Linked DNA regions of Mus musculus: region 2 is linked to region 1. The links are chromatin contacts, called in public HiChIP or PLAC-seq maps. All regions are on one chromosome and are shown on one strand. Each heading gives the region's core, a stretch centred on a gene start, on an enhancer-like site or on the middle of the called end of the contact. The rest is flanking DNA. Distances are from core to core; before and after follow the strand shown.

Evidence for each region. HiChIP or PLAC-seq counts read pairs in DNA pulled down with a chosen protein or histone mark.
Region 2: a contact with region 1 is called in a CTCF HiChIP or PLAC-seq map of the NIH/3T3 cell line, with 11 read pairs. The contact joins two enhancer-like sites. A contact is called at or near these places in 2 of 15 datasets of contacts at CTCF or cohesin (CD8 T cells and the NIH/3T3 cell line), 6 of 484 Hi-C or Micro-C datasets (cranial neural crest, embryonic stem cells, group 2 innate lymphoid cells and 1 more), 3 of 115 datasets of contacts at active chromatin or transcription factors (CD8 T cells, bone marrow-derived macrophages and pancreatic cancer cells) and 3 of 9 other capture datasets (adipose tissue, liver and pancreatic islet).

Annotation. Positions count from the first base shown.
Region 1 is chr9:50,475,033-50,478,461 of GRCm38.p6, forward strand. Gm32462 (a long non-coding RNA gene) reads right to left here. Exons shown (of 5, transcript XR_379369.2): 4 at 3,074-3,250. Among named protein-coding and RNA genes, the nearest start is that of Gm32462, 9.4 kb to the right of the region's middle. Within about 2 kb of position 1,824, at least 77 of the 459 cell types and tissues checked have an H3K27ac peak or open chromatin away from gene starts, as enhancers often do. A contact at or near this core is called in the NIH/3T3 cell line and pancreatic cancer cells, where this site is marked.
Region 2 is chr9:50,568,540-50,571,968 of GRCm38.p6, forward strand. All of the region lies in intron 2 of Il18 (interleukin 18), which reads left to right. Among named protein-coding and RNA genes, the nearest start is that of Tex12, 9.0 kb to the left of the region's middle. Within about 2 kb of position 1,807, at least 33 of the 459 cell types and tissues checked have an H3K27ac peak or open chromatin away from gene starts, as enhancers often do. A contact at or near this core is called in the NIH/3T3 cell line and pancreatic cancer cells, where this site is marked.

The DNA.
Region 1 (3,429 bases), core at 574-3,073:
GCAGATCATAGCCACCACTGACCACAGCAGCCCTGCATAGGCACTGAGCCCTGTGACCTCACAGGACAGCGGCAGGCATTGTGTGTCTTCAGTCTGTCCTTGATCCAACCCAGGTTGGGCCTGTGTTCTCCCTGCTTGGAACCACTCTGATCATTCTTCATCCCTTTTCTTTCTTTCAGCACTAAAACATCCTTATTTATTTACGCATTTGTTTGTTTGTTTGTTTGTTTGTTTGCGGGGTGCTTTTTGGCTTTTTGGAACTCTGTAAACCAGGCTGGCCTTGAACTCACAGAGATCCACTTGCTTCTGCTTCCTGAGAGCTGAGATTAAAGGCATGCACCACCACTACCCAGCTTCATGCCTTATCTTCCCATCTCTCCTTTTGTATTATATCCTAGAGATGTGTTCCAGTTTGCAATGCTCAAAAGCAAGTACAGGAGCTGGAGAGCTGGCTCGATGGTTGAGAACACTCACTGCTCTTGCAGAGGAGCCCGGTTTTGTTCCCAACACCCACATGGTAACTCACACCCAACTGTGAGTCTACTTCCAAAGGATCCAGTGTTCTCTTCAGTCCTCTGGAGGAATGCGCTTGCTGCACGTTCGTCTTCGAGAATTGTGAGTTTACGGCCAGTCTGGGGTAGATAGCAAGGTCCTATCTCAGAGATGTTGGATGGACAGACATTCAGATGAAGTGTAAGAATTTCTTTTTATGTGTGCTCCCAAAGAAGGAGGTGAAACAAAGGAAAGGAAGTTAGGGACTGGCCCCAGGGTGACTCTGACCCCAATCATCTGGAAAACTCCCCAATGCCAATTTCAGATGCTCCACGGATCAAAGCCTTCTGCTTAAGGTGCTCCACGGGTCAAGGCAGCTCTGCTCCAGAGCCTTTAGAAAATTATACAAGCTTCCGAGGGAGCTCCACTGTAGGGAAGAGATCCCTCACCCTGTGCAGCAGGAGACAAATCACCTTTCCTTTCGCCGCTTACCCACCATTGTTTTCTTTGTTCCGTAACTGTGTACAGACACAGCCCTTTCCACCTGAGTGGTGTTCTCTCCTGGAACCCCTTCTGCCTTGGGAGTGCCGCTTTCCCTTTCGTTTCTAATTAACTTCAACAGGGTTGGTTGTGGTGCTCAACCCTGGAGTCCTCCAGCTTCGTTCTTCATCGTCCACAAGATGTGATCGTGGGATTGCAGTAGCTGCAGCCCCTGTGGTTTTCTGTCTGCCCTGTGACATCCCCAACCCCACTTCCTCAGCTGCCTCCCTTCCCTGCTAAACCCCACACCTGCTCTCCCCACTTCTCTGCCTCAGTTTACCTGCTCAGTCCACTGCTGTCTGAACTCATAATCACCCCCAGGCAAAGCCAACGTCCACCATTGTCAGATCCTGTGGGGGAATTCACTGTAGCCAACCGTAGTGCTCACTCACTCTGTCTTCAAACTGTCCACCCTCTAGTCATGATAATGCTACTCTGTCTGTCACCGTGGGTCCCTCGGGGACACTGTATCCACCTGATGCTCATTCATGGGGTTTCCTGTCCATCAGTGTTTATACAACTGGGTTTGTTTGTTTGTTTGTGGACAGTAGCACTCCTAGAGTTTTCCTTGTCACCTCTAACTCCCAGATTTATCTTGTTTGGACTTTCTTCTCAAATGACACATTTGCATGTGCAGCTGCACACCCCTGTCATATTTGCCAAGGTCACCTCAAACTGAACTACCTCGAAGTGAACTCACAGTCTCCACCCTGGCCCTAACCCTGCTCGTCCCGGGATCCCCCGTATTACTCAGTGGCTCTGCTCACTACCCACCCATCCAGGCAAACCAAGACACTGTGAGTCATCTGTAACTTCACCCTCGGTTTGGCAGTCTACCTCTAAGAGCTGCTGCTCTCTGAATAGCCCTATTCTTTTCCCTCCGTTCCCAGTCTCAGGCTCTTCCCTGACTGGTGTAATCATCTGGAGAATCTCTGCAACCTCGGAACTTGAGCCCCTGGTTCCAGAGTCACTCCTATGCTACCCACTTCCCTATACACAGTCACTAAAGCCATTATCTGACCCCAGATCTGGATATGTCATCTTCTTGCTTTAAAACTCCCTGTTGTCTATGGATAGGCTTCAAAATCTTTGGGATGACCGACGACGAGGCCTCCCACGACTTGGTCCCTTCACTCACCAGCACCAGCATCTGACTGTTACTCAGCCCCCTGCTCACACCTTGCCATCCCACACCCCACACTTCTCTCTTCAGGAACACGTAGTCACCCTTTCTCTTCCATCCTTCAAACCAGCTCACCTACTGCTTATCTAAAAGGCATCGCAGCCCTTCCCGTCCCGTACACCCCGAGGCATTCTCTGCTTACCTCTCTACCTCAGCTACGGCCTGCTATTTTAAAACGACCTCTTGATAGACCTGTGTTACAACCCCAGACCAAAAGCTATTGAGGAGGAGCACTCGAGAGGCTTGGTTGGTACAGTGCCTGACATAGAGTTTGCCCTCACAGAAATGAAACTGGGTCATTCTTACGGCAAGGATGTGAGGTAGTGTTCCACATGAAAAGACTGGGTCTCAGAAGGGCAGGGTGCTTTCAAGTTTAACCTGGGAAACATGGAACAGGCCCACAGGTAAAAACTATGGAGGTGTCAGGGCCCTGACTCAGAAGGCAGTCGCCATAGGAATCCAAGGACTCTAGGGAAGATTCTAGCAAGTGAGAGACTAGAGACTGTGGCCTTGGCACCATGGATGACTTTTTTCTTTTTTCTTTTTTTTTTGAAAAAAAAAAAAAAAGACAGGTTTTTACCCTGTAGCCCCCAAGCAGGCCTAGAACCTGTGATCCCCTTGCCTCCACCTCTTGACTGTTGAGATTTGAAGCATGTGTCACCATATTCAGCTAAGCCTTGAGACACTGAACTCCAAGACAGGGCCTACTCACCACCTAACGCTAGATGCTGCCAGCCCAGACACAGCCAGTATGCCCATGGACATCTACAACCCTGAATCACAACCAGCACTTAGCTTACTGTACACTCATACCCTTGCACTTGCTTAACCCCGGCATGCTGAGCAAGCGGACATCACCTCTCTGACACAAGCTCCCAGGGGATTCCTCATTTACATCACGACAGGGAGTGTCCACAGATGATCCAAGTGGATAGAAGGAACGTATACATGGACCTGTGTAGACCAGAGCTGCCATCCCTCAGCCTCTACGGAGAAGATTCTGTTTCTCTCCGACCGACTTTCCAGCAGCCTCCCCTACAACCGGAATACAGCGGGAAGACAAGAAAAGGAATGAAGAGGCTGAGACAAACCAAAGAACGCCGAAGCCCAAGACCTCAGAAAATGATGCAGTATTTCGAGGCAGCAGCAAAAGAGAGGGGTAGTTAGAGCCAATGACCCCACACCTGCACGCATCAGAAATACACCCCCGCCCT
Region 2 (3,429 bases), core at 557-3,056, 93 kb after region 1:
GTGAAATATTCACAGTAAATACATAGAACAAAATTAACTAGGAAACCACAAGAGTATTAGATCCATTTCTCTTCTTTCTTTTTTCTTTTCTTTTCTTTTTTTCTCTTTTTTCCTTAGGTTTATTTATTTATTTTATGTTTGCGAATGCACTGTTGCTCTCTTCAAACACACCAGAAGAGAGCATCAGATGTCATTACAGATGTTTGTGAGCCACCATGTGGTTGCTAGGATCTGAACTCAGGACATCTAGAAGAGCAGTCAGTGCTCCTAACCGCTGAGCCGTCTATCCAGCAAGGAGAATATTTGAGAAAGTCATATATTTTGATTAATGTGTTTTTAGGCTTCCCTTCTTTTCTTTCTTTCATTGGGTTATAGAGGACAATTTTAAGGTTTGTCCCCCAAATAGAATGTATTGGCTATGACCCAGGTGAGTTTTTAAAATTCTAATGTAACCTGTTTTTCTCCTCCCCAAAGAAATCAAGGTTGTATAAACGAGATCTACTACCTGGGTCTCCTTCCCTGGTTCTTATTAAAGGAACTACACTGCAAGGTCCTCTAAACTAAATTAGGCAAAATCTAAATAGTGTAATAGGAAAATAATGATTTAAACTTTGTAAGTAAAATGAAATAATAGGAATATTTTCAAATTAAACATTTGGCCTAGAGTGGCATGATTTCAGAGCTGCTAGGCCAAGGGGATTGCACTATTGCCGGGTGGAAGACAATGCCCTGGTGGAATCATCTGCCCCCGTCTCTATGGAGTAAGTTAAACCATTGCTTACATATCTCAGAAGCTCTTCCACCCAGCCCTAACTCTAACAAGTTACCTAAGCTGACCTTGAACTCACTCTGAATTACCCAAGTGGGCATCCTGTCTCATCTGCCCTTGTAACTGGTGTTACAGGCCTGTGCCATCACTCTGGATTACAATGCTATTATTAAAGCATTATTTTATCACGGTGTGTGCATATGCATGAAACAGGTGTGTGGAAGTCAGAGCACCACTTTTGTGGAGTCACTTCCTTCCACCTTTATGTGGGGTCTGGGAATTGAATTCAGGTCTCCAAATATGGATGGCAAATCCCCAGAACCTTCTCCCCAGCTACATAACACTACTGACGTCATACTTGCTTTATTTCCTTTTTGCCTTTTTGAGACAGGGTCTCATAAAACCCATACTGGACTACAACTCACTGTGTAGCTAGGAATAACCTTGAACCTCCTGCCTCCACCCTGATCCCCTGGCCTTTACCTACCCAAAGTGATTACTGGTGTACAGGAACACACCCCAGTTTAAATATTTTCTTATCTGATAACAATGTTACCAAGGTATTAAGGAGCCTTGTTACTATTTGTGATATGAACAATCTCTAGGTGTACAAGCGAGAGGCAAGAATACAGTGTTAAGGCGACCAAAGTGCCACCATGATAAGACGTGAGGAGAATGAACTTCTCAAAGCATGGTTAATAGTGCTGAGAAGTGGGTGGGAAGAAGGCATGCATTCACCTTCATGGCTGTCAACATGAGCACCCCGAGAATGGTGCCCTTGTTACATCATTACATCTACTACCTAAGAACAAAATAATCCTGGAAGCACGTGGGCTCTTTAGAAACACAGTCCTTTCTGAGAACTGTGACCACACTTAGTGAAACCTCAAGTCTTGGTCCCCCAGCCTCCCTGCTCCCTAGCCCTCCTCCCCGGTCACTAGCCCTCTAAGCCCTCCCCTGCCCTTGACGAGGCTGTCCTCTGCTCATGCTGCACTGGGTGACATCACTGTGAAACCTCCAACAGCAGCACAAACCAGATCCTCCAGCCTCTGCCATGCTTTGTCTTGCCCACGGCATCTGAGTCACTGGACGATAGGAGCTAAGTTTTGTTCAGCTTCTAAACCCACAACTGACTCATATTAGAGAGTGGTTAAATGATAAACAAGTTCAAGTATTGTGGGAAAGAGTTTTTTGTTTCTTTCTCTGTTGATATTCCAATTTTTTAATTTTTTTTTTTTCCCCTTCCCTTTCTCCCTCTTGCTCCAGCCCTGCTCACTCCTGTCCCCGCTCACTCCTGTCCCGCTCACTCCGGCCCATAGGGTTTTTTTGTTTGTTTGTTTGATTGATTGATTGATTGATTGATTGATTGATTGTTTCTCTTTTCAGATAGATGGTTGTGAGCCACCTTGTGGTTGCTGGGATTTGAATTCATGACCTCCAGAAGAGCAGTGAGTGCTCTTAACCACTGAGCTATCTCACCAGCCCTGTTATTCCAATTTTTAAAGGGCTACACAGAGCCATGTACAAGCCAGCCAAGCTCCCAAACACTGAGCCACATCTCTAACCTCTGGTTTTTGTGACAGGGTCCCACTATGTAGCCCAGGGAGGCTCCCCTCTAATTTGTGACCCTATAGCTTTGGCTTCTCAATGTTGAGACTGCAGATGTGTATCACCAGGCCCATCTAGGAGTAGTTAATTAATAAATTATTTTATATGTACAGATATTTTGACTGCATGTATGCCTACTGCCTGTTGAGTCCATGAGAGGGCGCCAGGTCTCCTGGGACTGGAGTTAAAGATGGTTGTGAGCTACCATGTGGGTGCTGAGAATGGACCTGGGCCCTCTTGAAGAGCAGCCCGTGCTCTTAACCATTGAGCCATCTCTCCACACATAGGAGTGTTTTTCTAGGGTAACTGAATCCTTCTCTAAGGTCATTCACCTAATAACTAAACACTCACTACAGTAAATATTAGTCATTTTAAAATCCAATTTTTGTCCCTGGTGTTTACTGTATTCCAGACAAATCACTTTTGAAAATGTGTAATATATATAATATATATATGTATATATATTATATATATATATATATAGAGAGAGAGAGAGAGAGAAGACAACATGAGCCATTATCTCACTTGTGATGAATCACTAGAGTCCTGCCCTTCTACTCCTTCTTCTAAAGTCTTCCTTCTACTCTCATATTTTTTTAAACCTAGATTTTGCATCTGAGAAAAATATATTTGTCATTCAGAGTCTGGCTGACTTCACTTAAGACGGTGACTTCCAGTTTCAGCCATTTTTCCATCTCTAATGTAATTCTTCCTTTTTACAGCTGAATAATACTCTGTTGTGTAAATATACTACATCTTTATCTACTCACCTGCTGATGGGCACCAAGGCTGATTCTATAAGTTAGTTGGCCCTTGTGAAAAGTGGCATGAGTAATGCAGATAGGCAGGTATCCCTACTATGTATGACTTGATCCCTACTGTGTGTGGCTTGGATTTCTTTAGGTATATACCCAGGAGTGATATACCAGGTTAATATGATAGTTCTAATATGAGATACCTCCATTTTGATTTCCATAGAGGTTAAACTAAGTTACATTTCTACCAGGAATGTACAAGGGTTCCTTTTTCTCTATATCCTCACTAAATTTCTC